Linked DNA regions of Mus musculus: regions 1, 3, 4, 5, 6 and 7 are each linked to region 2. Evidence: chromatin contacts called from public ChIA-PET, Hi-C and HiChIP or PLAC-seq data. All regions are on one chromosome and are shown on one strand. The core of a region is the stretch at or near the end of the contact, and the rest is flanking DNA. Distances in the headings are between cores, read along the strand shown.

Region 1 (3,698 bases), core at 606-3,105, 570 kb after region 2:
CATTCAAACTTCATATTGGCTGTGTGGTAAGACCTGTTTTCTGTCTGGATACCCAGGTCTCTCCTTCTTTCTATAGTCTCTGGTTGGTGTCAAGGAATAATGAATACTTCACATGCTAAAAGGCAGAACTGCAGAATTGCCTTCAATGAGGACTCTCACCAGGACACCAGAGCACAACAAAGAACAATCACTTTTGTTTTTTTTGGGGGGGGGGAAGCTATTCATTCATTTTCAACTTTTCAAAAAAAAATGAGTTACCTTCAAGAAAATTGATTCTGTGACATTCCTAATATGTGTGTGATCCACAAGAACTTCAGGGAAAAGGGTGAGTTTCTTCATGCAAATCTTTGAATAAACAATTGCTTTAATGCTGCTGTCCTTGGCCGACTCTTCATATATGAAGACAAACCTTTTCTTCCAGCTTTTCTAAACTTTCCCCATCAGCATATAAATAAACTATACTGAAACATGAATGTTAGTGTAATGACTGTAAGGATCAGTCAATCCCACATGCCTTAGCTTTTTAAGTGTGGCATGTCTAGACAGCATTTGAAGACCATGTCTGTCAGACATTAAAAATGAAGAGCCATTTCGTTGCCTTAAGAATGTAAATAGATTGGGATTGCAAGAGAAGCCCAAGAGGGCCAGGAGAATGAATCAAAACATGCAGCAGTATAGGGTAGGGTGTGGAGGGAACCTTTAGAAAATCTCAGAGACCTGGGATGGGAGGGGCTATCAGGACTCAGTGGTAAGTGATGACATTAGCCAAAATGCCCAACAGTGGGAAGATGGAACCTGAAGAGACCACTTCCAGTAGATAGGCATGGCCCCCATTTGAGGAAGGGGTCCACCCACCCATCTAAAAATTTTTGACCCAGAATTGTTCCAATCGAAAAGAAATTCAGGGACAAAAAAAATGGAGCAGAGACTGAAAGAAAGGCCACCTAGTGACTGACCCAACTTGAGATCCATCTCATGTGCACACACCAAACCCTGACACTAATACTGATGTTATATTGTGCTTGCCGAGGGGAGCCCACCATGGCTGTCCTGAGAGGCTCTACCAGCAACTGACTGTGACAAATGCAGATACTTAACAGCCAAACGTTAAATTGAGGTCAGGAACTCCTGTGGAAGAGTTTGGGGAAGGACTGAAGGAACTGAGGAGGATTACAACTCCATAGGAATAAGAACAGTTCCCTCAGAGCGCCCAGAGACTAAGCCACCAACCAACGAGCATACACGAGCCAGGCCATGCCCCTGGGCTCATGGGTAGAACAGGACTGCCTTGTCTGGCCTCAGTGGGAGAGGAAGTGTTTATTCCTGTGGAAACTGGATGCCCCCAAGGAAGAGGGATGCTGGCAGAAGTGGGGTGGGAGTGGGTGGACAGCTGGGGGAGTACCCTCTCAGAGGCAGTGGGGTAAGGAGGATGGGATGATGAACGGGGGTGGGTGTGGGGAGGGGGAAGGGAACCAAGAGGAGCAACTTGTAGAATGTAAATTAACAAAATAATTTACAAAAAAGAAGATAAATAGAAGTGAGTTCAGAGATGACAAAGGGAAGAGTATGCATCCCTGTCCATATTGTGTGTGTGTGTGTGTGTGTGTGTGTGTGTGTGTGTGTGTGTGTGTGTGTGTGTTATTTTCCACAGAGAGAAGCTCATCTCTTGGCTTAGATCCACCTTAGTATTAGCCTCAGTGCTTTCTCTCTCTCCCCTTGCTCTAAATCATTATTGAGTTTATTACTTCTTTTCTCTCTTGCTGGAGAAGATTAATAGCCTTCCCTGGGCAGAGGGAACTCTGCAGAGCGTGGTGGCTCTATAAATAGCACCTGCTGCTAATTCTCCAGTGCCCAGTATCTCCCCAACACATCTTGGTCTTTAAACAATTTGTTCAGAAGGAGAAAGCTATGGGTCACTGTGCACTTTGGTGTTGCTTAAAATGTGCTTTATGGATAGCGAATTTTTCTCCAGGAAGTTTGGCCTGGCAGAGCCTTTAGAGAACTCAGCCTTCTCACCCCTCTCCAGAGGGGCATACCTCACTAACCAGACTTGAAGGCTATCACAGAGCTGGCTGGACCCACTGAGCGTGCCAGGTAAATGTTTTGCCTGTGAAGTCATTTCTTATTTCTTCTCTCAGTAGATTGCAGGCTCAATTGCACTATGCCAATAGCCAGGAGGACAAGTGACCTCAATGAGCTATAAAACAGAAAAACTGGGAAAGACTGGGAATTGTGGAATGCAGAGGCCTGGTGGCCTGTGGGTACATAAAATAGGATATTTTTTGGAGAATATAGATGAGAAGGATGATCAGTCATTGACATTCAAAAAGCCAAATTCAGGTGGTAATGGGAACAAGAGAACACCTGCCTACATGACTCCTTGTGTATGGGTTAGCAGATACATACATGTTGGAGGAGTGGTTGGAGGAGGAATGGATGGGTGGCTGGTATTTGGATAGATGAGTAGATATATGGATAAGTGAGCAGACAGATGGTTGATGGATGGATAAACAGGCAGATGAGTGGGTGGATGAAAAAAAGGATGCATAGTTGAAAGCACCTCATCTTTTCACTACAAGATAGCATTTCCCAACCACAGAACAAATGACAGTATTGGATAGGTACTTCCTGGTATGGGGCCCAACATCACCACTGAAGGATGTCTAGCAGCATCCTTGCCTCTCCACCTAGGCATCAACAGCACTGCTCAAGTACGACAACCACATGTCCTGATAGACTAAACTGCACCTGGTTTGGAGCCACGGGGCCGAGGGAAGTTTAGTTTTCTTATTTCAGAGATCTATTTGCAGATGACCTAACTCAAAATGCACTGCTCTAAGTAATAACACACCATTATAATGCTTGAATATGGGAAGCTAATATTTTAATACTGTCACTAAAAGTCTTTTATTTTCTCATACGCTTCATTTGGGGATAACTTTAGTCACTAATACAGAGTGTGCTACAGGAGAAATACTGTGATCATTGCATTAAGGATTTATTGTCTCCATTCTCTTCAGCTGTGGGCCCACGTTTGACCATAGTTCTGGGGCAGAGCAAATGGTGACTTTATTCAGTTATTATCTAAAAGTTTAAAGTGTAAAAGGTTGTAAAATCAGGGCTTTTACATTGGATCCAAGTTTGGTTCCCAGCATGCAAGTTAACATGTAATTCCAGCTCCAAGAGGATTCAATGTCCTCTTTTGGCTACTTTATTGTGCATACCCTATACAGACACATATTCATATATATAATTAAATACAAAATAAATATTTATTTTAAAGATGGTTGTGGCAACTTTAGAAGGTGGAGCCTCACAAGAAGTATGTCACTGGTAGAAGACCTCAATGTTTATAACCTAGAGCTATTTCCTGTCCCCTCACAGATTCCTGATCAGATACAGTATGACCAATACAGCATGATCCCACCATGTTCCTGTCAGCATGTCTTCCCCACCATGGCAGACTACACTCACAAATACTGAGCTGAAACAAACCCTTCCTTCCTTAAACTGCATTCCGATATTTTGTCACAGCAATGAGGAAAATAACTAAAGCATTTGTGAGTTTCAATGAATGACTGGACCAGTTATTAATACACCACGGTCATGAGTTTTAATAACTCCTGTCTACACCACCTTGGGTGACACATGATAGCTTTTAGCATCTGAGAGGAAAGGCCATTGGATACGTTTGCTCG
Region 2 (3,563 bases), core at 238-2,737:
TCCCGGGTCTCAGGCAACCTAGCCACCAAGCACAGATATTTTATCCCTCTTAGGATAAATGGCTTCGACCTGGGAGTAACAGATTTAAAGGACGCCAGAAAAAAATTATCATTAATTGTAAAATACCTGCTGGTACTTCACTTTAGAAGAATGTAATTGGCAAAGGGTGTGTGTGTGGGGGGGGGGAGGCGGCTGATGAATAGATAATAGATCTTTAACCACCAATAAACAGAGAGCAGCGCCAGCAGGCTGGGGGGATGTGATCATAATTATGCCTCAGCGTGAGCCAATGGGGACGAGAGAAGTCGGCCCTAAAATCATCCCAAAACCGAAGGCAAGCTCGAAAATGCGGACAGGGCCTAGGACCGGAGACACAATCCTAAGTGCCAGGTTGCGAAACCTGGATTTGTAGAGCAACCCAGCCCTGGGACAACAGATGTCAGAATAAAAATAGGTACAGTAATAATAGCAATAATGGGAACAGTGTCAACGCCACTAAGGACAATGGAACGATAACACAGTCATAACTTCAGCTTCTGACCTAGGACCCAAGACTCCTTTCCCAAATAACCCCACATTTCCCAGAAAGAGCTGTTTTGGGGACAGAAGTGACCACCCTCCAGAAAGGATAAGCAGAAACTCTTGGGTGCAAGCTGGAAGTCCACTGCCACGGTACAGGCGCAGCTGGCCCCTCAGGTTTGAACTTAAAAAAACGAACCAGCCGGGTCAAAGACTGCAAACGCGTGGACCCTGGAACCTCGAAGCTACGCTTGGTTGGAGGGGTGGGAGGACCCCCCCCCTCGAGCGCCTAGGAAACCTCGGGAGTTTTGCTGGGGGTGGGGATTGGTAGGAGTGAAGCGGGTTAGCCCTTGCCCGGAACCAGTCCCCGCCCGCTTACCCTCGCCGGGCGCCCGAAGCCATCTCAGTGACCCGGGCGCGGGCCTCCAGGGGACAACCGCAGCGGAGCTTAGGGTGTGAAGAAATCTGCGTGTCCGTCCGTGATTCAGTCCCATCAGCTCCAGCGCCGCAGGCTTAGGATCCAGGGGTCCGCAGCAAAGGCAGCGCAGCCCCGAGACTCTGCAGGGACCCGGGTGCCCCGGTGGGAGTGGTGTGGGTGCAGTAGGAGGCGGTGGCTGAGGGGGAGGAGGAGGGGGAAAGAGGAGGAGGAGGAAGAGGAGGAGGAGAGGAACGAGGAAGAGGAGGAGAAGAGGGAAGCGGAGGAGGCGAAGGAGGAGGAGAGAAGCCGCAGCGGGCGCCGCAGGAGCGAGGGAGCTAGCCCGGAGCGCAGGGCGAAGACACCAAGAGGTCGGCGGCCGGGCGGGCGGCTGGAGGCACAGCCGGGGCAGTAGCGCCGACTCCGTTCCATTCTGGGCCCGGATCCAGGCCTCCGGGTTCCCAGGCGTTCGCCTCCCTCTGACGCACTTTAAAGAGTCTCCCCCCTTCCACCTCAGGGCGAGTAATAGCGACCAATCATCAAGCCATTTACCAGGCTTCGGAGGAAGCTGTTTATGTGATCCCCGCACTAATTAGGCTCATGAACTAACAAATCGTTTGCACTACTAGTGAAGAAGCGAACACTTCCATGGATTGTCCTTGGACTTAGGGCGCCCTGCCCGCCTTTTGCAAAGGAGAGAAAACTTTTTTTTTGCCTCCCCGAAAACCCCCTCCCTGCCTCTAACTCCAATCTCCCCCCCCCCCACGCCACCTCGCTCAAAAAAATATTACCCCAATCCACGCCTGCAAATTCTTCTGGAAGGATTTTCCCCCCTCTCTCCAGGTTGGGCGCGTTTGGTGCAAGATTCTCGGGATCTTCGGCTTTGCCTCTCCTCCCCCTCCCCCTCCTTTCCTTTTTCCTTTCCTTTCTTCCTTCCTTCCTTTCCTTACCCCCACCCCCACCCCAAACAAACGAGTCCCCCATTCTCCTCGGTCCTCGCCGCGGGCAGCGGGCGGCGGAGGCAGCGCGCCGCGGTCGCCGGGAGCAGGGAGCCCAGCGCGCCCGCTCCTCGGCGCAGCATGTTTCAGCCGGCGCCCAAGCGCTGCTTCACCATCGAGTCGCTGGTGGCCAAGGACAGTCCCCTGCCTGCCTCGCGCTCCGAGGATCCCATCCGTCCCGCGGCACTCAGCTACGCCAATTCCAGTCCCATAAATCCGTTCCTCAACGGCTTCCACTCGGCCGCCGCCGCCGCCGCCGCCGGCAGGGGCGTCTACTCCAACCCGGACTTGGTGTTCGCCGAGGCGGTCTCGCACCCGCCCAACCCCGCCGTGCCGGTGCACCCGGTGCCGCCGCCGCACGCCCTGGCCGCCCACCCCCTGCCCTCCTCGCATTCGCCACACCCCCTCTTCGCCTCGCAGCAGCGGGACCCGTCCACCTTCTACCCCTGGCTCATCCACCGCTACCGATATCTGGGTCATCGCTTCCAAGGTACGTGCCACGTCGCGGAACTGAAGCACGCCGCTCCGGTCGCCTCCTTCATTGCGCCCGGCCTGCTCCGGGTGGGCGCTCCTCGAGGCCTGGACGGGCGGAGGTCAGCCCGGGTTCTTGGTTCTGAAACTGGGCAGCTAGGGGCCCGAGAGGCTTTGGTCCCCAGTCTCTGAAGCTCGTTTGGGTTACTGGCTTGCCCACTCCTTGACCCTTTGTAAAAGGGTGCAAACGAGGTGTCCCGTGGTTCGGGCCGGGGTCGGGCTGGCTGGGACACGATGCTGGGCGACGAAGCCCGCTGTCAAGAAGCTCTGAGCCCGCGAGGTCTTTGAATCCTGTTTCCCTGGACCGTGTTCCCGGCCGGTCTATCACTCAGGGACTCGGACAGGGCCACATGGCCAGGTTCACTGGACTTCAACTCTGCTCTACACTCACTCTATGTCCCCCCAGCCCAGACCCGCAACTTCTAGGTCTTCAACCCCTTTAAGGAGACAAGGAGACCTTGGAAACCTCAGAGCAAACTGTTTCCTTCCTCCTGCTCTGGAGGCCCAGGGAGGGGCGGGAAGAGAGCGAATAGAAACCTCCACAGCTCCACTAGTTCTCTCAGCGACCTGTTTAACCCGGGCACCCGCTGGACGTGGCGGGAAGTCGGGTTCCGTTTGGTCTTTGGTTGCTGATTTTTGTTTTTGTTTTTGTTCTTCCTGAGAGAAAGAAAGAAAGAAAGAAATTAAGAAAGAAATTTAAGAAAAGAAAAGAGAAAATCCAGTCGAGAGAAGGCCCGACAAGGGAAGATCTGTTTGGATATCTTCATTTTTTTCCCCGATTTAGTAATTTTGTATGCTTCTGGGTTGGGGTTGGTAAGAAAGTTAAAACTTTAGGAAAAGGGTTCGAATTAGTTTGCCGACTGCAGTCCATAAAAGACCTACCTCCGCCGGGCGCGATCGATAACGACGGGCTTTTCCATTCAATAACACTTCGCATTCCTGTCAGTCTAGACTCGGGTGTATGCCAGCTCGCCATTTTATATATTTATATATTATTTTAAAACACCCCAACAAAACAAACAAATAAACAAAAACCCAAACCAAAGTAAAACACCTTTTCCCTTAGCTCAGCACTGAATTTGCCTTCACTCCCGCTGAGA
Region 3 (3,538 bases), core at 554-3,053, 790 kb after region 2:
CAGACTTCAGCTTTCCACATTTAAAATCTAACCTCTAGACTCCCTAGAGGATGTCTTTTGACTCTCGGTGCATTTTGTAGAAAAAAGAAATCCCATGTATATGGAATACAAACACATAGTATGTTTACTGTATACAGAAAAAGATACGTATACTGAACATGCACCACTTATGTGGGTTCACAGTATAACGATGATATCTCTTTCTCTCTCTGTCTCTCTGTCTCTCTCCTGTCTCTGTCTCTGTGTCTCTCTTCTCTCTCTGTCTCTGTCTCTCTCTCTCTCTTTCACACACACACACACACACACACACACATACACACACACACACACACACGTGAGAAATTCTGAATAGAAAGGACTGATCTGGTTGCCTGAGATACTCTGCTTTGAGGCCTTGAGTGCATTTCATACTGAATGTTCAAACCCTTGGCATCTTTCTGCTGTAACAGCCCAGCTGGATCTGTATAAATAGGAAAGTAATGGTAGAGAAACTGCACAGACATGGATAAGCAGTCCTGCCAGTTGGGCAATGACTTCGGGTGTTTTCAACCAGATACTTCATTTAAAGGTAAAAAATCCTGACAAGATTTTTAAAAAACTGCTATAACCAGACTATGGTATTGCATATACTCATTCTAACAAGGCCTTACGTCACCGAAACTTTAAAACAATTAAGATTTGTATTAAAATGCATGCATGCTGGCACAAGCCTGTAATCTAAGTACTTAACTAAAGCAAGGCAACTGAGCTCTCCGCCAGCCTAAGCTATGCAGTAAGACCTATCTCAGAACACCAAAAATAAGTTAAAAAAAATATGTATATAAAGAACACTGCTTAAATTATGGAGCAGAAAGCAGATTAGTGAGGTCTAGGGCTGGTGTGGCTAGAAGAGATTTGGGAGTGGCTGCTTACGAACATAGAATGTCTTCACAATGTCTTCATGGAAATATTTTCAAATTAGGTTGTGGGGCTGATTTCACTGAGTTCTGTACTTTAAATGGGCAAACTATGTTATCTCATCAAGGATGTTTAAAAGCCTTCTATGATCAAAGTTAAATATCTCACTATATGTCCAATCCCATGTACTATGACTAATATTGTAAGGAAATGGCTACTTAAGTTACATTCTAGTGTGTAAACAAAATTAAATTAAAATAGAGAATGTGTTCTATTTGTCAAAGAATCTACTTTCCTGTGTTCCCAAATTTGAACCTTTAACAGAAGCAGCATTTTTGTTCAATTGGATGAAACAAAGAAACAAACTCTCATCTAAATAACCAAACAAATGACAGATTTTTAAATGCAAGACAAGTCTTTACTAAATACAGAGGAATATTATTCTGCTTTTCATGAAGAATCATTGAAGATCAATAAGCACCAAGAACTTCTTAGAAAAGGTGATTTTCTTATATTATACAGTCTCTCAAAAGATCTCATTAGAGATAGAAAGAAAGCCACACACACACACACACACACACACACACACACACACACACACACACGCAAAATGTGTTCCTAGCTGTTTCACCATAGTAGGGAAGGCTGATGACATTTTTATTAGTAATATTAATCACATGCTTAAAGGGGGACAATGTCTCACTTTTCCAAGAGCCATAATATTTACCTATTTACACCTTTTAAAGTTTCAATAACTCCGACTTAGAACCCATAACCCCATAACCTTCAAAAGACAAGTAAGATGGAAATTAATAAATGTTCCCTAGTGTGCTATGAAATACTAATTGTGTGGACTGAAAGGCTTTAGTCTAACAAGAACCATGCCTTCCACAGAAACAGGAAAGTCACCAGATGCTCACAGTCCAATGGCAGAAAGGCAGGCGCAGTGAGTTTTCAGTGACGTTAAGACCTATAACCCAGGAATGCTTTGGCTTACAGATCTTGCAGGTACCTAAGGGACTTTGAACAGTGAACAATCTGAAGTACTGAAACATTCTCAGCATGAACTGAATAATCCATGCAGGCAGAGGCCTGATGACAGAGGCAGTGGAATTCTAGTAGTAAGAGAAGATCAGAGAAGGATTTGGCTGGACACTCTAAGAAAGCACAGGCACATTGCTTATCTTACAGCAGGATAATTTTATCAGTAATATTTTAGAGAAGAGGTATTATATAACAGGGAGACATGTAAATAACATGATGAACCATAAACCTTATATATTTTTAAAAAATGAACTCTAGGCTTGTGAGAGAAGAATGCACAGTTCATTCTTGCAAGTAAATGTTTCTCTAATTTTCATCATGAAGTGACTCAGCCGAGGTAGATATTCTGGCGGTGTTCTGGAGGTGGGTAGATGGGAGAGATAGAGATGAGAAAGCAGACTTCTTGTGTAATTTAAAATCATCAGAGGTTTGTGGTGTATTACAAAACTTTGACATCGTTGTTTAAGCAACGTTTTACATGGAAACATTTGAGTGGAGGAGTGTATCAGTTGGTAACGTGTTTCCCTTGCAAGCACGAGAACCAGGTTAACCCCACAGCTCACAAGAAGAAGCCTATTATGTTGATCAGCAGTAAAAACTCCAGTGTGGGAAGATGGAGACAGGTGAATTGCTGAGTACCCTGGCCAGGCTGCCTAACCTATTTGTCCAAGCTCCAGGCCACTAGGAGGTAGGGGAGATGAACGGTCCCGAGGAATGATACCATTTTCTGTTTAATGTTCTCCCTCCCATGTCAAGGCCTGATCATGAACTTGTGGTCCTTTGTCTCAATAAACTTCATTTCTAAGGGATGATGATATGTCTTTGTGAACCAACCAACCCCTCTGTCTGCATCTCCTTCTCTAGTTAACAGTTTGCTACAGCACAGGCTCCCCATTCCTGGCATCTGGTACTCTTATTTGGTCCCCAAAGCAATAAGGCTGCTTGATTTTCATTAGAGTTTCCATAATCATGAGCTAAATAACTCCTTTCTCTTTATAAGCTAATTGATCCAGGTTTATTGAAGATACTGGAAAAAAAGACTTAGGCGAGATGTGGTTTGAACAGTCAGTCAAAGCTAAACAACCCCGTGAGCAGAAAGCAGCTAAGCCAACAAGTCGGAAAGGATATTGCTGCATAATGCGCCAGGGCAAACGTGAGCAGGAAGGAGGTGCGAGGGTAAACCAGCAGGCTCTGAGCAGAAGAATGAACCAGAAGATGAGGAAAAAGATGGGAATGGAGGAGAATGTTCTGTAAAGTGCGTGGAGTGTGTGTGCACTAGGGAAAGGTCTTGCTAAGTTTATGAAACTCGAGGGCAGCTCAACATAATGAGCTTCAATCCAGAAACTAAGCAGTATTTCTTAATAGCTGAGAAAACTCTTTGTAGTGAAAATATATTCATTCATTTATTTATGTATTTGTTTATGCATGTACGTATAAAAACACCGCAAAAAAAAAAGCATCTCACCTAAGTCTTTTTTTCCAGTACCTTTAATAGACCTGGATCAATTATGTATGTATGTATGTATGTAAATTATCCTTGCTGGTATAGTCTCACAAATAGAGCCAGTTGATAGAGTGTGAGATGTATGCACAGAAT
Region 4 (3,401 bases), core at 65-2,564, 660 kb after region 2:
CAGAGGGATTTTCTTTCCTCCTTTCTTCCTGTGGCTCACGACCTTTGCTTTTTTCAACTTCCTCAATTTAGATTCAGTAAATTGTCATAAAGTGCCACAGCACCTGCTTTGGTACTTGAGAAATTGACTTTTCCTGCAAATTACCCTGATCAGTGACCTTGTCTTGACTACCAAAGGTTCTGGAGAATAAGGGAGGCTGTATGTGTGGCCGAGCCCCGGCCCGCAGTTGGTACTTCAGCTCTTTGAAGTTCACAATTATCTCACATGCACACATCCCACAACAAATACATTATAATCATCAAGGAGAAAACTCAACTAACATTTGATCTTGCAAGGGATGGACTAGAACATAACTTAAGGCCCCGCAATGTAAGTTCTCCTAAGGATAATATTTGGTAGACAAGACTTTAGCTTGTGAGTGACTGTCTCTGTTCAATCTCAGAGTGAGCAGCTATACAAAAAATGTAACAGAGCTGGGGGCAGGGGTGGGGGAAGTACAGCCAGCTCTTCATTGTTTGTGATTTCTAAAGATGTTTCTTTGTGGAGAATACTGAAGATCTGTGCCTCCTGTCCCAAGGGCGAGGGGAAAGATCAAAGGCCACTTCTGGAAGCTAAAGAGGTAAAATTATATTTTTTATCCTTTTAGCTTTGATTGCTGGCAGCCTACCATTTTTTTTTAAGAAATTAATTGCTCTGTCCAGCCAACAGGTGTTAGCCCTCAAGTGCAGGCCAAGGGCCGGCTGCTGGGCAGGCAGCTTAAGGATTCCATAACTCACTACAACCTTGAGCTCCCTCACATGGGCCCAGGAGAAAGTTCTGAAAGTACTCAAGGCCAGATGACATAGGAACCTGTGTCCCTGTCAAATATCAAAGAAAAACAGTTAGACTGTAAAAATGTAAACTTATAAAGCATGCACTTAATTTTGACAAGCTTTTAGTATCAAGTTACAGGCTTTAGCAATAAGGCAGCTTAGGCTAAAACTGGCTGTAGGAAACAGGCTGAAAGCACATTTGGAGTCAAACAGGGACACACAGCTCATGTTTTTTCCACATCTTTTCACTTTAATTCAGAGGAAGAGTTTGAGGCACAATTTAGAAAGGCAAATTTACTTTTTTAACTTGTTCTTAGAACTCACCAAGAACCAAAACCGGTGTTTTTTCCCCTTATTTTTAAGTTTCATAGGGGTTTGATGGTAACGGACCAAAACACTTGTTTCAAATACTATTTCAAACACTGTCATGCTATAAATGAAAACACAAGTTCTTTTTCTTTTCTTAAGCAACTAAAAGAACAGGGCTTAATAAAATATTTGACCTCATACTGAGTCAGCCCCGAGTGTCTCTGTGAAGCCCTGTTCCCCTCCGCACATCTGCACTGTGTACTTGGGTCCAGAGATCACAAAAGCTATAACACGAGGAATGTCCACCTATCATTTTTTGAGGAGTAAGCTGACAATGAAGAGCAATAGACGCTTAGTCTCTCTGGGTGTGTGGATATGAGGAGATGTGGTTCAATGGATGGACGCCAACTTAAGTTGAGGATGGGTTGTTTGCCTTACAATCACTTTTATTCACTCTACCAACTCATTCCTTTAACAACTCTTTATCTGAGAGTGGAGAGTATGCACATGCCATGTAGGCATAAGAGGACAATTTGAGGAAATTGGTTCTTATCTTCCACTGTGTGGATTCTGGGGATTGGACTCAGGTCCTCAGATTTGACAGCAAGCACCCTTAGCTTACCAGCGCATCCACTAACACTGCTTACCTCACAGATGACCAAGTCTATCCATAGGAGACATGTAATATTGTAACCTTTCTACCAAGTAGATACCTCAGAATCACATCTTCCTGGTTATGGGTAAGAATGGAGAATCTGTGTACAAAAGTGACAACTGGGACAAAGAAAGTTTGACAGGACATGTGCTGGTCAGTAGAGGATCCCAAGATGACTTGGCGTAAACTTGCTCAAAAAAACACTGATTGTGTAGCTTTGAGAAGATCATACTTCAAATCAAATGCTGCTAAGCGCCTAGAATCCCCAGTTCTCAGCTCCAAGTTGAACTCAACCAGGCAAACCACCAACCATGTCTGGGTTTATCCCAAGGCCAATATCTCAAAGTCAAGCTTGGTGGATGATTATACAAGAAATTTAACTTTCCAAGCTACCGTATAAATACAATGTCCAGTAAGCGATAAAGAATGGGGACACGGAGAGCTATCCTGAGCTTCTGTGTCAATCAGAGGTCAGGATTGCCAGATATGAGGAGCAGCTCAAGGGAATGAAGACCTTATATACTTCCTTTTCATCTGGTGATCACAGACCTCTTGAATGACATCTTCCCATAAACCAAACTGGACAAGAAGAAGTAATGATGCCTACTGGCCTCAACAGTCCATTGAGAACTTATAAGTAGGGAATCCAGCGGGATGTGCTGACCCTTACACTGAGAGCTGTGGGTTTTAAAGAATAAAAATAACTACACAATTAAAAATATTCTGAATTCAGGGACAGTTTTACTTCCTCTGTCTTTGCACCTCCACTGTCCCAAAACATTGGCTGGGCTGGCAAGCTGTTGAAATCTCAATATGCCGTCTCACATGGGAAGAAGGCAAAGCTCAACATGCAAATTGTATCCCCACCACCAACATATGGTGGAGCCCACAGACGGTGGGAAGGGAAGTGATTTGTGACTGCTCACCCGACGTGTGTTCTATTGTGTTGCCAAAAATGATAGACTTAAATAAATTGCTCTTTTTGGAATTTATATTCGTGCCTTATTCTCATTTTTGAAGAAAAAAAATGGAGAAAGAAAAGCCTCATGTCTACATGGAAATTCCCATTTATTTATGTGGTTCCCAGCCTGCCCCTGCCTCCCCTGGCTTTCTTACCCCAGCAGAGCCCAGAGCATTTTGGATATGGAAACTGCATGTTCCCGGACAGAGGAAAGGGGGTGAGGTACAGAGGGAGGAAACATAATTAGTGTGGAATCCTCAGTGCCAGATTCTTCTCAGAAAATTTTATGGCTTTTCTGAGGCAGCCAAGGAGTGGCTGGATTTACTTAGAGAAACTATTAAGCCTGGTGCAAATTAATTTTTTGTTGGTCTACATTTTCTGTTTTAATTTTGTCAATTGCAGTGCCTTTTGTTGAGAAAAAATTAGTACCTTAATGCTGTCTAAACATAAATCTCATCTTCAATCTGTTAACATTCAGCTGTGGTAAAAAATAATTAGATGAAGCGTTTTTTAAGTATTATTTACAAATACATTTGCAAAAATGAATGATTTAAACAGGCATTTTAGTCAATGGATTTAAAGTCATTTGAACGAAATTAATCAAGAGAGTCTTGCCGCTCTTAATTTTATGGTTTGTAGCTGAGGAGGGGAGAACAGCCTGCTA
Region 5 (3,698 bases), core at 884-3,383, 830 kb after region 2:
GAAGAAGTCATGAAACCCTAGAAGGCAGGGCTGAGAGAGACCTCAGGTCAAGCCTGGGACAAAGCTTCCAGTTACTTTAGGAGGAGAAACTCTGAAAGATGTGAGTGTCATAGAAGCAAAGAAGTCAGAGATGTTTTTTCAAACAAAAATCCGTATTTAGTTTCATTCCTTGAAAAGCCCCCCTTTCCTCCCTTGTATCACTCTGCTCAAAAATATTGATCAAAATCAACTGAGCACATAACTGTGAGTCTACTTCTCGGTTCTCTATTTTGTGCTTGACTGATTTTTACTTAAGTGTATCACTGTCTTATTATAGCTCCGTGGAAAGTTGTAAAATCAGGAAGTGGGAGTCCCCTAATTCTGACCAATGTTTTTCAAGATTGCTCTAGTAGGCATGTCTAATAGCCTACGTGTGAGTGATGATAGTTGTAAATATACCTGATACAAAAGCATAGACTCACTTAAAACATCATGAGATTTTTTTTCCCCAATTTTAGTAAATCAGTCAGGCAGCCCTTGAACATAAAGTTTAAAAATAACAATGTCGTGCTGCATTGGCAAAAGGCTGGGCAATCCTTCTCAGTATTTAAGGTCCTTTGCTTTTCCTTATGAATGTTAAAGTTAATATATCAATGTCTTAAAAAAAAAACCCTGTTAGGCTCTTCTTTAACATAGCCCAGGATAGCATTGAACTTTTGATCCTTCTTCGTCAGCCTCCTGTGTGCTGGTGAGTGCTGGGGTGACAGGCTTGCCAAGCCATACCCAGCTTTGCTTGCCTCAAGTCAAATTTAAGGGTCAGTTTGGGAAGACTCTACCTTAACAATACTAGTCCTCTAATTGGAATCCAGCAAGCTACCATTCACAGGCAAAATGTAGCTTCCTTTTATTTTCCCCTGAGCTATGAGGGGTTTTTAACATCTTGAAAGAGTGGTGAAAACCAAACAAAGAAGAGTATGTCACCTAGAGCCCTGCTCTCTGGCCTGGGAGAGAAGGCTCTCCAACTTCTGCTCTGACCCAGCTTGCCATCCTTTCCTCTTCCAATTTCCTCTCTTTTGATATTTTACAGCTTTCAATTCATGGGTCTTATACCTTCCGTCAAATTCATGTCCAAGATTCATCATTTCAGATGCTGTGAGGACTGTTGTTGGGATAGCGGGGACGGTAACATGACAAGCTTGTTTGTTTTCTAACAACTCAAATTACAGGGTAGGAATATTAAGGTATATTTTAATAACACTGTGGAAGGAGGGCGACGAGCAGAGGAAGCAGTGGGAGCCTACCCTATTTCAATTGAGAGGTGCTAGACAAATGGCTTAGGGTGGTGGGAGGAAAAAAAAAAGAGGAGTTTTTTTTTTTCTTTCCTAAATCATTTCAAAGGAAGGAAAGGCAGGATTGGTAATGGATTGGATAAAGAGGATGAAAGGGACGGGAGAGTCAAAGACAACTTCAAGGTTTCCAGCCTGTGATGTTAAATGGCTCGTCCATGGTGATTTTTATTTGGTTTACTTTATCATCTGGACACACAAATGGGATTTCCCCACATCCAGCTATTGTAGCTCCCTACATTCAGATTTACTATTGAAATTCCCTTCTATCTCTTCACACCCTGTTAGTGAACAGGTAGTATTTTGATGGATGTTACATGATCAGAGAAATCCCAGGTTTTTGGTGGCATGTGGAACACAGCTCCCTCTAAATCCTCACTTTAATTAATCATCCTTAATATTTGAATCAAAATCTGTCTACACGAACATCTCTCAGAACACTATTTTTTTTACAACACCGTTTGTTCAGAAATTACACTAGCCCTCTCCAAAATTTTATATTATTTATGACATTTAAATTTGTGATTTTCTTTTCCCCTTTTTTCTATCCTTTTGGCTTTCTTTTGAAGTCTATTAAACCTCCTTAAAAATATTTATGTGTGTTTAGTTAACAAAAGCGCCTGCAAGTCGAATCCACGCTGGGAAAAGGTTCAGGTAAGCTCTCTATATAAGCTTACAGACAATTGTGTAAATCTTCAGCCATTAAAGAGAAAGGAGAAAAAAGCCACCCTCATTACACCGCTGTCATTTGCTCTTCATCTCCTGTCCTCTTTAGCAGCATTAAGATGGGATGTAAATTTGCCAGTTAATGCTGTTAGAAAATGGATGGTTCAAGGAGGGCAGGAATTAGAGATCAGTATTAGGTGCAGATAAGCTCCTTTGCCTCCGCAGTGGCGGCTGCTTAACATTCATGGGAAAATCATCATCAAACAGCGTTATCACAGCTCTGTTGATGGCTGAGGAACTTCATCACTATGATAATTTTTTTTATAGCTGTGAGCCAAAAAGCTCCCTTTTATTTCTGCTGTCTCGAGCTGTGATAGAAGCCTGTTTATATGGGGAGAATACAGCAGGCCCTGGGCTCCACAGCCGGGTTTGATTTCTTCTTCCCTCCCCTCTGCACCCTGCTCCTGTGTGTTGCACTAAACAGCCCTACTGATAAAAATACATACATAGAGAGGAAAATGGAAGTCCTCCAACAATCCTTCAAAGCAGAACAGATATTTTTATGATCAGTAATTCAAAGTTTGACAAGTAATGCCATTCTGTAATGAAACTGTCATCCATTTTATTGTGGGCAAAATGTTAAGTCTGTAAATGGAACACAGAGAGGTTGGGGGCAGGAGAAAGAAAGGCAGGGAAATGTCTGGCTTTGCCTACCTGGAAAGCAACCATTCTCCCCGTGAATATATTTCACCAACAGGCTGAGTCCATCAAGTTCCTTGCCTGTAATTATTTCTTCTGGAGTCAAACAGAGTCATCTGGAGACCTGGTCTTTCTTGCTTCCTTTTGGCTCAGTTCTATTCTTGGGTTTGCTGTGTTTGGGGACAACATTGGATGTGTTGCTCAAAACTTACCAAATCAGCCTGAGAACACATCATCTTAGCACATGCTTGGAGATCTTCACTTATATCCAAGTTAAAAGAGGGTTCTCCCTTGCAGTGTGTAGGGGTCATGCTCTTCTGAGGTAGATAAGGAAACTAGTCAAAGAATATTTACATTTATTAAGATGCTAAAGCGTATGCATCTTTGCAGCTCTGACCTCATTTTTTGGACGCTTAGTTGCCTAAGTGCTCCTCACCCCCTCTTGGGGATGCAGCTAGAAGATGTGGTGCTCAGAATCAGTCTTGTATTCCAGACAAAAAAGAACCATCAATTAAACCATGTGGATTTGAATCCGGGGTTGATTGAACTACTTTGGTAATTTACTTTCCACCCGAACTCATTCTGTTTCTTTCCCTGAGAGCCGACTTCTAGTCCTGCCATGGTGGCTGAATTATGCTTGGAGTTTGGAGATAAGGACTTTTGTCTACGAGGCTCAGCTTAGACGACCAAACTCATTTCCCAGAAGACTAGAGTTTGAATCCAGTTAGGATCCTGGAGGTGAAAGGCTACCTTCCTTATCACTTAAGTATAGCTATTTAAACATAAGTTTAAAAGAGATACTGCAGGATGGAGGGACATCGTTGTCCCTCTAAGGATAATCTTGGGGACAGCTGACTGGCTGTTCCCTGAAGATCAGATAACCCTCTTCAGCCCCAAATAGCTTTGGCCACCTCTGACTTCTCAAGATCAAGAGCCAAGGATGCTTCTCCATTCCAAGATTCTCTGGTTCAAGCTTGTTTAAAAAAAAAAAAAAAACTAAGGAGGTGT
Region 6 (3,342 bases), core at 94-2,593, 600 kb after region 2:
TCAACTAATCTGGACTCTTCGGGGGCTCTCAGAGACTTAACTGCCAACCAAGGAACATATACAGGCAGGACCTAGGCCTCCCTGCACAGATGTAGCAGACATGCACCTTGGTCTTTATGTGGGTCCTGGATAACTGGAGCAAGGGCTATCCACAAGCTGTGCCTGTATCTAACTGGGCTGCCTTGTGTAGCCTCAGTGGGAGAGAAAGTGCCTAGCCCTGCAGAAACTTGAAGTACCATGGTTAGGGGATATTCAGGAGAACACCCCCCCCCAACTCAGAGGAGAAAGGGGGAAGAGGGGTGAAGGATTATGAGAGGAGGTGACCAGGAGAGGGACAATGAGCGGGATGTAAAGTGAATAAGTAAATAATTAACTAATTGATTTTTTTTAAAAAAATTAGATGTCAAAGGGGATAATTGCTTTCAGTTAATCAGTGTCATAGCCATGAATGACTCTAAGAAGCAACATCTAACTGATGTGTTTGGGTAAGGGACCTAACATGAATGAAATGTCCATAGCGACATTTTAATCCAAATGAGCAAAATCATAGTTTTATAACAAACATAAAACAATGCTATCTAGCATGCTGTCAGGGTTAAGTCAATTTTAGACACCCTGCTGTGTATAACCAATGCCCAAAGCTAATGGTTTTCCAACACTCCTGGACCAGAGTCAACAGAGTTGAGAAGCATACCTGCTCCATGATTTCATTGGAAATCCACTTTGTTCACCTTCAGTCAACCAACCTCTGTTTCAATCCAGGTGAAGCAAGGAGGAACACACAGGTGAAGCGTCCTGCATGAGCCATGCCTCGTACAAAGGCTATAACTGCCTGCCACATGCCTTGTTCCCTGCTCTGCCTAGATTGACTCTGGACACAAAGCCATGTGCATGGTGCTTGCATACTCAATGAGCACTGCTGTGAAACACACATTCTAACTTTTTTCACACTTTAATACATGTGGTTAAATAACTAATTACTTGCTTAATGTTTGCTTTTTTTTTTCTTTTTTATCCAAGTCCATTTTCTGGTGTACAAACATTTATGTCTGAAACAAATAAAAACTATGACTCTATCACCCTTAGGACCTCTATCTCGTGGCTCCATCCTACAGAATGCTCCAAGCCTACCTTTAATGGCTATGTGAGGTTATCCTGAGTAACTGACTTCTACTCTTAGATATCAAAAGTTCTCATGACCAATTTGGCCGTCCACACCCAAGAGGCGAGGGAATAATAGTTGTGTTTGAACTCCACTCTTCTTGCTCCTAGGGTTCACTGTCAAATTTTTCAAGTAGAGAAAGTCTGAAAGGGGGATATTGAAATGCAAATGGAGTCTGGCAGGCAGAGGGGTTGGCAGGCAGCTCCCAAGCAGTCTTCCCTGTCCAACCCAAGGAAAGAAGGTGGTGGGGTTGCAGTTTGAAGCAGGAGTTTCTTTTCAGGTCAGGTGTTTTTTGAAGTTGGCAGATGGCAATTTCATTTGCATTTAATGCCCTTCAGAGTATTTCCTTTCTGTTGTGCTAAACACCTCTCTCAGTTGGGTCTAATTTGATGAGGTCATGATGTCACCCTTGACCCTTTGGAGTTTAAATGAAACCATCTGACCAGAAAGGAGAGAGAGAGAGAGCACTCTCCATCTCATTCACAGACATTTGATATTTGCAGATGTATGGCCAGCTTCCCTAACTTCCCACTTGGCAGTTTAGCTCTTGATTAGAAGTAGAATTGGTGAATTGCCCAAGAGTCCAACATTTGAAGATTAAATGGGCCCAATTAATCCTTTGTCACATTCTTGTCAAAATAAAAGCACTATGCCAAAGAAAGAAAAAACAACTGCTTATACCTACACCGAGTAATTTGGGATATTAGCAATCAATTAACTTGAGAAAATACCTAAACAGCATAGTATACAAAACACTTGCAGAGTGCTCTACCAGCAAAATGAGTCATGATATAAAGGCAGACTCCGGAGCTGGGAGATGGGACAGTGCATAAAAGCACTCTAACCGAAAACCCGAGTCTGAATCCTTAGAACCCATGTAGAGAGCCAGGCATGCCTGTAACATGCCTGTAACCTCAGCACTGAGGAGCAGAGAGACACAGATAAAGTCTGGGAGCTCCCAGGCCAGCTAGCCTAGCCAGAACAGTGGACAAGAGACACCATCTCCAGGAGATAGGAAGAGAGTGATAAAGGAAGACTCAAAGTTCTCCTCTGGCCTCCACAAGTGCTTGCACAAGTACACACAGTCACACACTCCCATGCATGTGTGCACTACATACAATAAACAAACAAATAAGTCAACAAAAAAATCAGATAAAGGCTCTCCTATTTTATAGGAAATGCTGCCATCTCTGTAAGCCCTGGATGTCACACATTGAGAGAAAGGGACCAATCCTACCTTTCTAGCTAAAACTCAAAACAAAAATAGAAAAAGCAGGTGTACAAATAGAAATGATCTCAAAAGGCTAACAGTTGTATGTGAGTGTGTTCTCTCTCTCTCTCTCTCTCTCTCTCTCTCTCTCTCTTTCTCTCTCTCTCTCTGTGTGTGGTGTGTGCTATTCAAAACCATGTGTATACAGGTGCATGTGTGTGGGCACGCAGGCCAGAGAAAGACTTCAGGAGTCACACTCAATCGCCCTCTATTTCTTTCTCTTGAGGCAGGGTCTCACATTGAATCTGGAAGTAGAAGTAGACTGAAAGCCAACAAGTCCCAGAGAACCTCCTGTCGTCTCCTCCTGTCTCCTCTGTCATGGTAGGGTACCCACCAGCACAAGTGGCCAGACCAAACTTTTTTTGTGCATGCTAGAGACTTGAACTCAGGTCCCCACACCTATGCAGCAAGTGTTTTTCCCCACTGAGGCATCTCCCTAGCCCTGAAAGGCTAATATTTTTGTGTTTGTGTAGGTGTATGGATTGTAGCTTTAGGCACATTTATGCAAGCAAGCTTACAAGGTTTCATATCTTTTTAGATACACAGAGCCTCATCGTGTTTTATCATTGTTCAGGCTCTATGATATAACCTGTGAAGTGTCTTTGGGGGAAAGATATTGGCCTTCCAAACTTCTTTCCAGAAAATACATCTGCTTGTGCAGTCTCAGACAAATTATCACCTGAAATAAATGTAAACTCTGATTAAACTGTATGAAACTGTCTCTCGGGAAGTACGAGTAAGAAAAGCTGCTTTAAGTCTATTTCATTTTTATTGGGTATCAGACATAATAAATTTGATTAAAGCTCACTATCTATTTCTAAAGATTTAAGTTGTGCTGGGGGTCACATAGCAAGGCCAAGGTCTACAAGAACTGGATGAGGATAAATGCTGGTCCATTCAGGCAGGAATC
Region 7 (3,570 bases), core at 456-2,955, 720 kb after region 2:
TGGGGTAACTTGTCTAATCTAGGTGGGCCCTGAATTTATTGTGCGGGCATCTTGTGAATTGAGAATTTATTGACATGTAAATCTGACTGATTAAACTTCAAGAGTTTTGATTTTCTGGGTTAAGGGGATTTGTGACAACTAGCTGCTGGAGGTAGATGGTTGAGGAAGAGACAAGAGGCCCTGATGCAAGAGAACCGAAGCTGGGAAGACTTCCATAGGTCGCTGCATGGGGCTAGCCGTGGAGGTAGCGGGGTTGGTGGGGGAGAGAGTAGCCCGGTATAGTACAGGAATATGCCATTCTTTTTAATATTTCCTGTAACATCTCATTACTTGGAAGGCCTACGTAATCTGATCCAGGCTGCAATAGTTAATAATGAGTGCCAGCTTGTTTTATCTGGAATCAACTAAGACACATTCCTCTGGATGGGTCTGTGAGGTCATTTCAAAGAGGGGTTGAGAGAGGAGGATCCTCTCCTAGAATGGATGACACCTTCTAGGCAGTACAGATATAAAAAAGTCTGAGGAAAAAGCCGGACTTTCTGGCATGCCTACCTTCATTTCTTGCTGAGTGCATGCCTGTCCTGTTGTTGCTGCCATTGCTGCTGCCAATGTTAGCTGATGTGAGAGCCTAGCTTTTGCTGTTCCAATGTGGATGGAAGGCTCTCCAGGAATCCTTCAGGCCTTCAGCAACAGACTGGGGACTACAGAGAATCCAGCCTTGAGTTTCTCAGCCTTTCCAGTGTACAGACAGCTATTGTTAGGTTACCTAACTGTGGCAGTTTGAATAGGTATGACCCCCATAGACTCATATGTTTGAATGTTTGGCCCATAGAGATTGGTACTAGGAGGTATAGCCTTGTTGGGAGTAGGTGTGATCTTGCTGGAAGAACTGTGTCACTGTGGAGGCAGGTTTTGAGGTCTCATATATGCTCAAGCCACGCCCAGTGGGACAGTCTCTCCTTACTGCCTGCTGATGAAGATATAGAACTTTCAGTTCCTTTTCCAGCACCATGTCTGCCTACATGCTGTCATGCTCCCTCCTGTGATGATAATGGACTAAACCTCTGAAACTGTAAGCTATCCCCAGTTAAAAGGTTTCCCTTGTAAAGAGTTTCTGTGGTCATGGTACCTCTTCACAGCAATGAAACCCTAAGACAACACTCCTTATCTAATAAACTCTTTTTCGTACCCTAACCCTAACCTATTCATTCTATCAGTTCTTTTCTTCTAGGACCCTCAAAACATCAGGGGATATGACTGGGTACTCTCTACATATTCCCACAAGTAACCCCAAGAGGTCAAGAACTTTGTGGTTAGTGGACAGAGCCATTCTTAGAGGCTCACATAGACAGCAAGAGACAAGCTACCAATACTCTATACTCCAGATACTCAGGGAATGCTATGGAGGATAAGAACAACCAGCTAACACTTAATGCTGATTTTCCAAGATACTAAGACCCACTGCAATGCTGTGATCCAAACATGATTATGAGCCCAGGAGGCCTCCGTGAAGGCAGCCTTTTCCCTCAAAGGCACAAGTCAGATCTGATTAGCTTCCAGGTGGCTACCCACTCTTGAAAGACCTTTCCTTGCTTCTTGACCAGAAATTTCCTTTTGAAGAGCTCATGCCTCAGAGCTGGGAAGAAGAGCTCTGTGGATGTACAGAGAGCTTAGCTGAAAAGGAAATGCTGTTAGCCACACTTGAGTGAAAAGAGCAACAGCCACTCCCATCTGTTCCTTGTGGTGAGTCTAGTCTCAAGAGACACAAAACTGAGGTGAAAGCAGGTGGGAAAACCTGGCCTGGAGTAGAAAGAGAACAGATACGCTTTATTGAACTAATTCTTGAAAATGTATCAAAATCCTAATAAACCCACTGGAAAAAATATCAGTCCATGATCAAAATAGGAGCATCCTTAATGGAATTATTTTTCCCACAAGCAGAGTTAGGGGTCCACCATTAGGCCATACTCTGGCAATTATATGTTTAAAGTTAGGCTTTAGGCTGAAGGGAGATGGATCAGCCAGTATTTGCAAGTATGAAGATCTGAGTTTGATCTTCAAAACACAGATTCTGCTCCAACAGCCCTGACTCCCGTAAGTTGCCCTCTGACCCCTACACATGTGCTGTGGCCCACAAATACCCACAGACTCACACCCATATCCACACACAATAAATGAATGAATAACAAACAATGAGATCCCAAGGGGGGAAAGGCAAAGACAGGCAGATTCCTCCAGCAAGATTAGCCTAATTGAGAAGTTCCAGACAATAGAGAGATCCAGTAAAACAAAACAAAACAAAAAGAAAAACCCCAAAACAAAACAAAAAAACAAGGTAGTATAAGTAATACAGCAGGTATTATTGTGTTAGCAGGTATGTTATATGTAGAATCCACACATACATGCCTGCCCACACACTGCTCACACACACACAATGACATTAGTCCACATCAACAGTATGCTGAGATGCTGCCTCTGCATTAACACCACATTTAGGAAATCTGACTCCCAAGCTTAGTCTTTGACATAGCTTCAACTTGCACTGTTTTGACCTGACTTGACCCCAAGTGCAACGATAGGTCTATACCATGTGGAGCCTGAGCACCCCTGTCCACAGTCCTTGTCTAAAGGATTGACTCTTGTCTGACTGAGGCTGCTTCTCCAAGTAAGAAATCAGCAGGCCTCTTACCCCTCTGATCAGCTGCCCAGTATGGCATCTCATCTGCTCCAGAGCACAAACTCAAGCCATTGCTTGAAAAATCTACCTAATGAAGGATTGAAGACTTGGGACTACCAAGAAGATAGTATAATGAATGCATTGTAAAAAGATCCCTCCCTCCCTTCTGGCTTCTGGGGGCTGCCTCCCTCTCCTACACACTTCATTTTTTAGCTTCAAAACAAGAGCCTTTCATTTTCAAAACCACAGGAAAAGAATGCATTCAATGTTTCCTTAAGTTCAGGGAGCTTGATTTGCCTCAACAGTTCATATATCTAACATGGACTATTATCATATATTGAATGATAGTATCCAATAGTCATAGGCTAGGAGATTCTATATTTTAAGCTGCCTTGGCAATAAAATCAGATCTGTGATAGAAAAAAAAAAAGAGAAATGGCAACATGCCTACCTAACAGCCTGTCAATGCAACACTGGTTCTGCCACCAACAGGGTCTATACATGGGAATCAGTTATTTACAAATCTAAGCCTTACTAAAAGGTGACCTGAAAATGTGCCAAGAACTGAAAAGGTGTGAACTTTGGGCTGAGCCCACTCTCTGACACTTTTAGTAGCTGATTACAATAGAGATAGAGGCAGGCAAGGGGTTGTCCATTCCTTCCTTTGCCTATATCTGGTATATTTCTCAATGTCAGTCTCATGTACATCATCATAAGATGAGGAGAGCCACAGCTGCAAATATATGCATACTGAGCTATGAAAATGCTTCCAGAAACCCAAATATCCAAAAGGTAGAAGACACATACCAAATTCCATATTCTTACTCCAGAAAGTAACCTGTGAGGGAAGAAAGTCAGTTCTATATCAGAGCTAGGAACTTAGGTTCTGGCTC

Evidence for each region. A called contact is a pair of places that touch in the nucleus more often than the background predicts. ChIA-PET counts read pairs in DNA pulled down with a chosen protein or histone mark. HiChIP or PLAC-seq counts read pairs in DNA pulled down with a chosen protein or histone mark.
Region 1: a contact with region 2 is called in a Hi-C map of uterus, with 5 times the contacts expected there. The contact joins the enhancer-like site here to the promoter of Emx2 in region 2. A contact is called at or near these places in 4 of 39 promoter capture datasets (hippocampal neurons, liver and pre-B cells), 1 of 15 datasets of contacts at CTCF or cohesin (the NIH/3T3 cell line), 6 of 484 Hi-C or Micro-C datasets (nephron progenitors and uterus), 5 of 115 datasets of contacts at active chromatin or transcription factors (embryonic basal ganglia, embryonic forebrain, embryonic hindbrain and 2 more) and 4 of 9 other capture datasets (adipose tissue, embryonic stem cells, embryonic tail and 1 more).
Region 3: an H3K4me3 HiChIP or PLAC-seq map of embryonic limb bud shows a contact between it and region 2, with 4 times the contacts expected there. The contact joins the enhancer-like site here to the promoter of Emx2 in region 2. A contact is called at or near these places in 4 of 39 promoter capture datasets (frontonasal cranial neural crest, hematopoietic stem and progenitor cells, liver and 1 more), 1 of 15 datasets of contacts at CTCF or cohesin (the NIH/3T3 cell line), 3 of 484 Hi-C or Micro-C datasets (cortical neurons, nephron progenitors and reprogramming fibroblasts), 12 of 115 datasets of contacts at active chromatin or transcription factors (craniofacial prominence, embryonic basal ganglia, embryonic forebrain and 7 more) and 4 of 9 other capture datasets (adipose tissue, embryonic trunk, liver and 1 more).
Region 4: a contact with region 2 is called in an H3K4me3 HiChIP or PLAC-seq map of embryonic limb bud, with 8 times the contacts expected there. The contact joins the enhancer-like site here to the promoter of Emx2 in region 2. A contact is called at or near these places in 1 of 15 datasets of contacts at CTCF or cohesin (the NIH/3T3 cell line), 11 of 484 Hi-C or Micro-C datasets (B cells, ECoMG myeloid progenitors, the HPC-5 cell line and 5 more), 17 of 115 datasets of contacts at active chromatin or transcription factors (bone marrow-derived macrophages, craniofacial prominence, embryonic basal ganglia and 12 more) and 4 of 9 other capture datasets (adipose tissue, liver, macrophages and 1 more).
Region 5: a contact with region 2 is called in an H3K4me3 HiChIP or PLAC-seq map of embryonic basal ganglia, with 8 times the contacts expected there. The contact joins the enhancer-like site here to the promoter of Emx2 in region 2. A contact is called at or near these places in 4 of 39 promoter capture datasets (the 3T3-L1 cell line, embryonic stem cells, liver and 1 more), 1 of 484 Hi-C or Micro-C datasets (bone marrow-derived macrophages), 12 of 115 datasets of contacts at active chromatin or transcription factors (bone marrow-derived macrophages, craniofacial prominence, embryonic basal ganglia and 8 more) and 4 of 9 other capture datasets (adipose tissue, embryonic stem cells, embryonic trunk and 1 more).
Region 6: an H3K4me3 HiChIP or PLAC-seq map of embryonic limb bud shows a contact between it and region 2, with 4 times the contacts expected there. The contact joins the enhancer-like site here to the promoter of Emx2 in region 2. A contact is called at or near these places in 5 of 39 promoter capture datasets (embryonic stem cells, hippocampal neurons, liver and 1 more), 1 of 15 datasets of contacts at CTCF or cohesin (the NIH/3T3 cell line), 1 of 484 Hi-C or Micro-C datasets (uterus), 15 of 115 datasets of contacts at active chromatin or transcription factors (the NIH/3T3 cell line, astrocytes, craniofacial prominence and 9 more) and 2 of 9 other capture datasets (embryonic stem cells and embryonic tail).
Region 7: an RNA polymerase II ChIA-PET map of memory CD8 T cells shows a contact between it and region 2, with 10 times the contacts expected there. The contact joins the enhancer-like site here to the promoter of Emx2 in region 2. A contact is called at or near these places in 1 of 39 promoter capture datasets (pre-B cells), 18 of 115 datasets of contacts at active chromatin or transcription factors (craniofacial prominence, effector CD8 T cells, embryonic basal ganglia and 13 more) and 3 of 9 other capture datasets (embryonic stem cells, liver and pancreatic islet).

What each region holds. Positions count from the first base shown.
Region 1 is chr19:60,028,591-60,032,288 of GRCm38.p6, forward strand. No RefSeq gene overlaps it. Among named protein-coding and RNA genes, the nearest start is that of Gm41879, 8.6 kb to the right of the region's middle. Within about 2 kb of position 1,856, at least 6 of the 459 cell types and tissues checked have an H3K27ac peak or open chromatin away from gene starts, as enhancers often do. A contact at or near this core is called in uterus, where this site is marked.
Region 2 is chr19:59,457,203-59,460,765 of GRCm38.p6, forward strand. Emx2 (empty spiracles homeobox 2) reads left to right here and starts at 1,488. Exons shown (of 3, transcript NM_010132.2): 1 at 1,488-2,422. The coding sequence starts at 2,014. It also overlaps Emx2os.
Region 3 is chr19:60,243,643-60,247,180 of GRCm38.p6, forward strand. No RefSeq gene overlaps it. Among named protein-coding and RNA genes, the nearest start is that of Fam204a, 19 kb to the left of the region's middle. Within about 2 kb of position 1,804, at least 1 of the 459 cell types and tissues checked has an H3K27ac peak or open chromatin away from gene starts, as enhancers often do. A contact at or near this core is called in embryonic limb bud, where this site is marked.
Region 4 is chr19:60,118,462-60,121,862 of GRCm38.p6, forward strand. No RefSeq gene overlaps it. Among named protein-coding and RNA genes, the nearest start is that of Gm46663, 3.9 kb to the left of the region's middle. Within about 2 kb of position 1,315, at least 13 of the 459 cell types and tissues checked have an H3K27ac peak or open chromatin away from gene starts, as enhancers often do. A contact at or near this core is called in embryonic limb bud and uterus, where this site is marked.
Region 5 is chr19:60,284,793-60,288,490 of GRCm38.p6, forward strand. No RefSeq gene overlaps it. Among named protein-coding and RNA genes, the nearest start is that of Gm41882, 39 kb to the right of the region's middle. Within about 2 kb of position 2,134, at least 20 of the 459 cell types and tissues checked have an H3K27ac peak or open chromatin away from gene starts, as enhancers often do. A contact at or near this core is called in embryonic basal ganglia, where this site is marked.
Region 6 is chr19:60,053,813-60,057,154 of GRCm38.p6, forward strand. It overlaps the pseudogene Csf1r-ps. Among named protein-coding and RNA genes, the nearest start is that of Gm41880, 5.1 kb to the left of the region's middle. Within about 2 kb of position 1,344, at least 9 of the 459 cell types and tissues checked have an H3K27ac peak or open chromatin away from gene starts, as enhancers often do. A contact at or near this core is called in embryonic limb bud, where this site is marked.
Region 7 is chr19:60,181,391-60,184,960 of GRCm38.p6, forward strand. No RefSeq gene overlaps it. Among named protein-coding and RNA genes, the nearest start is that of E330013P04Rik, 39 kb to the left of the region's middle. Within about 2 kb of position 1,706, at least 60 of the 459 cell types and tissues checked have an H3K27ac peak or open chromatin away from gene starts, as enhancers often do. A contact at or near this core is called in effector CD8 T cells, memory CD8 T cells and pre-B cells, where this site is marked.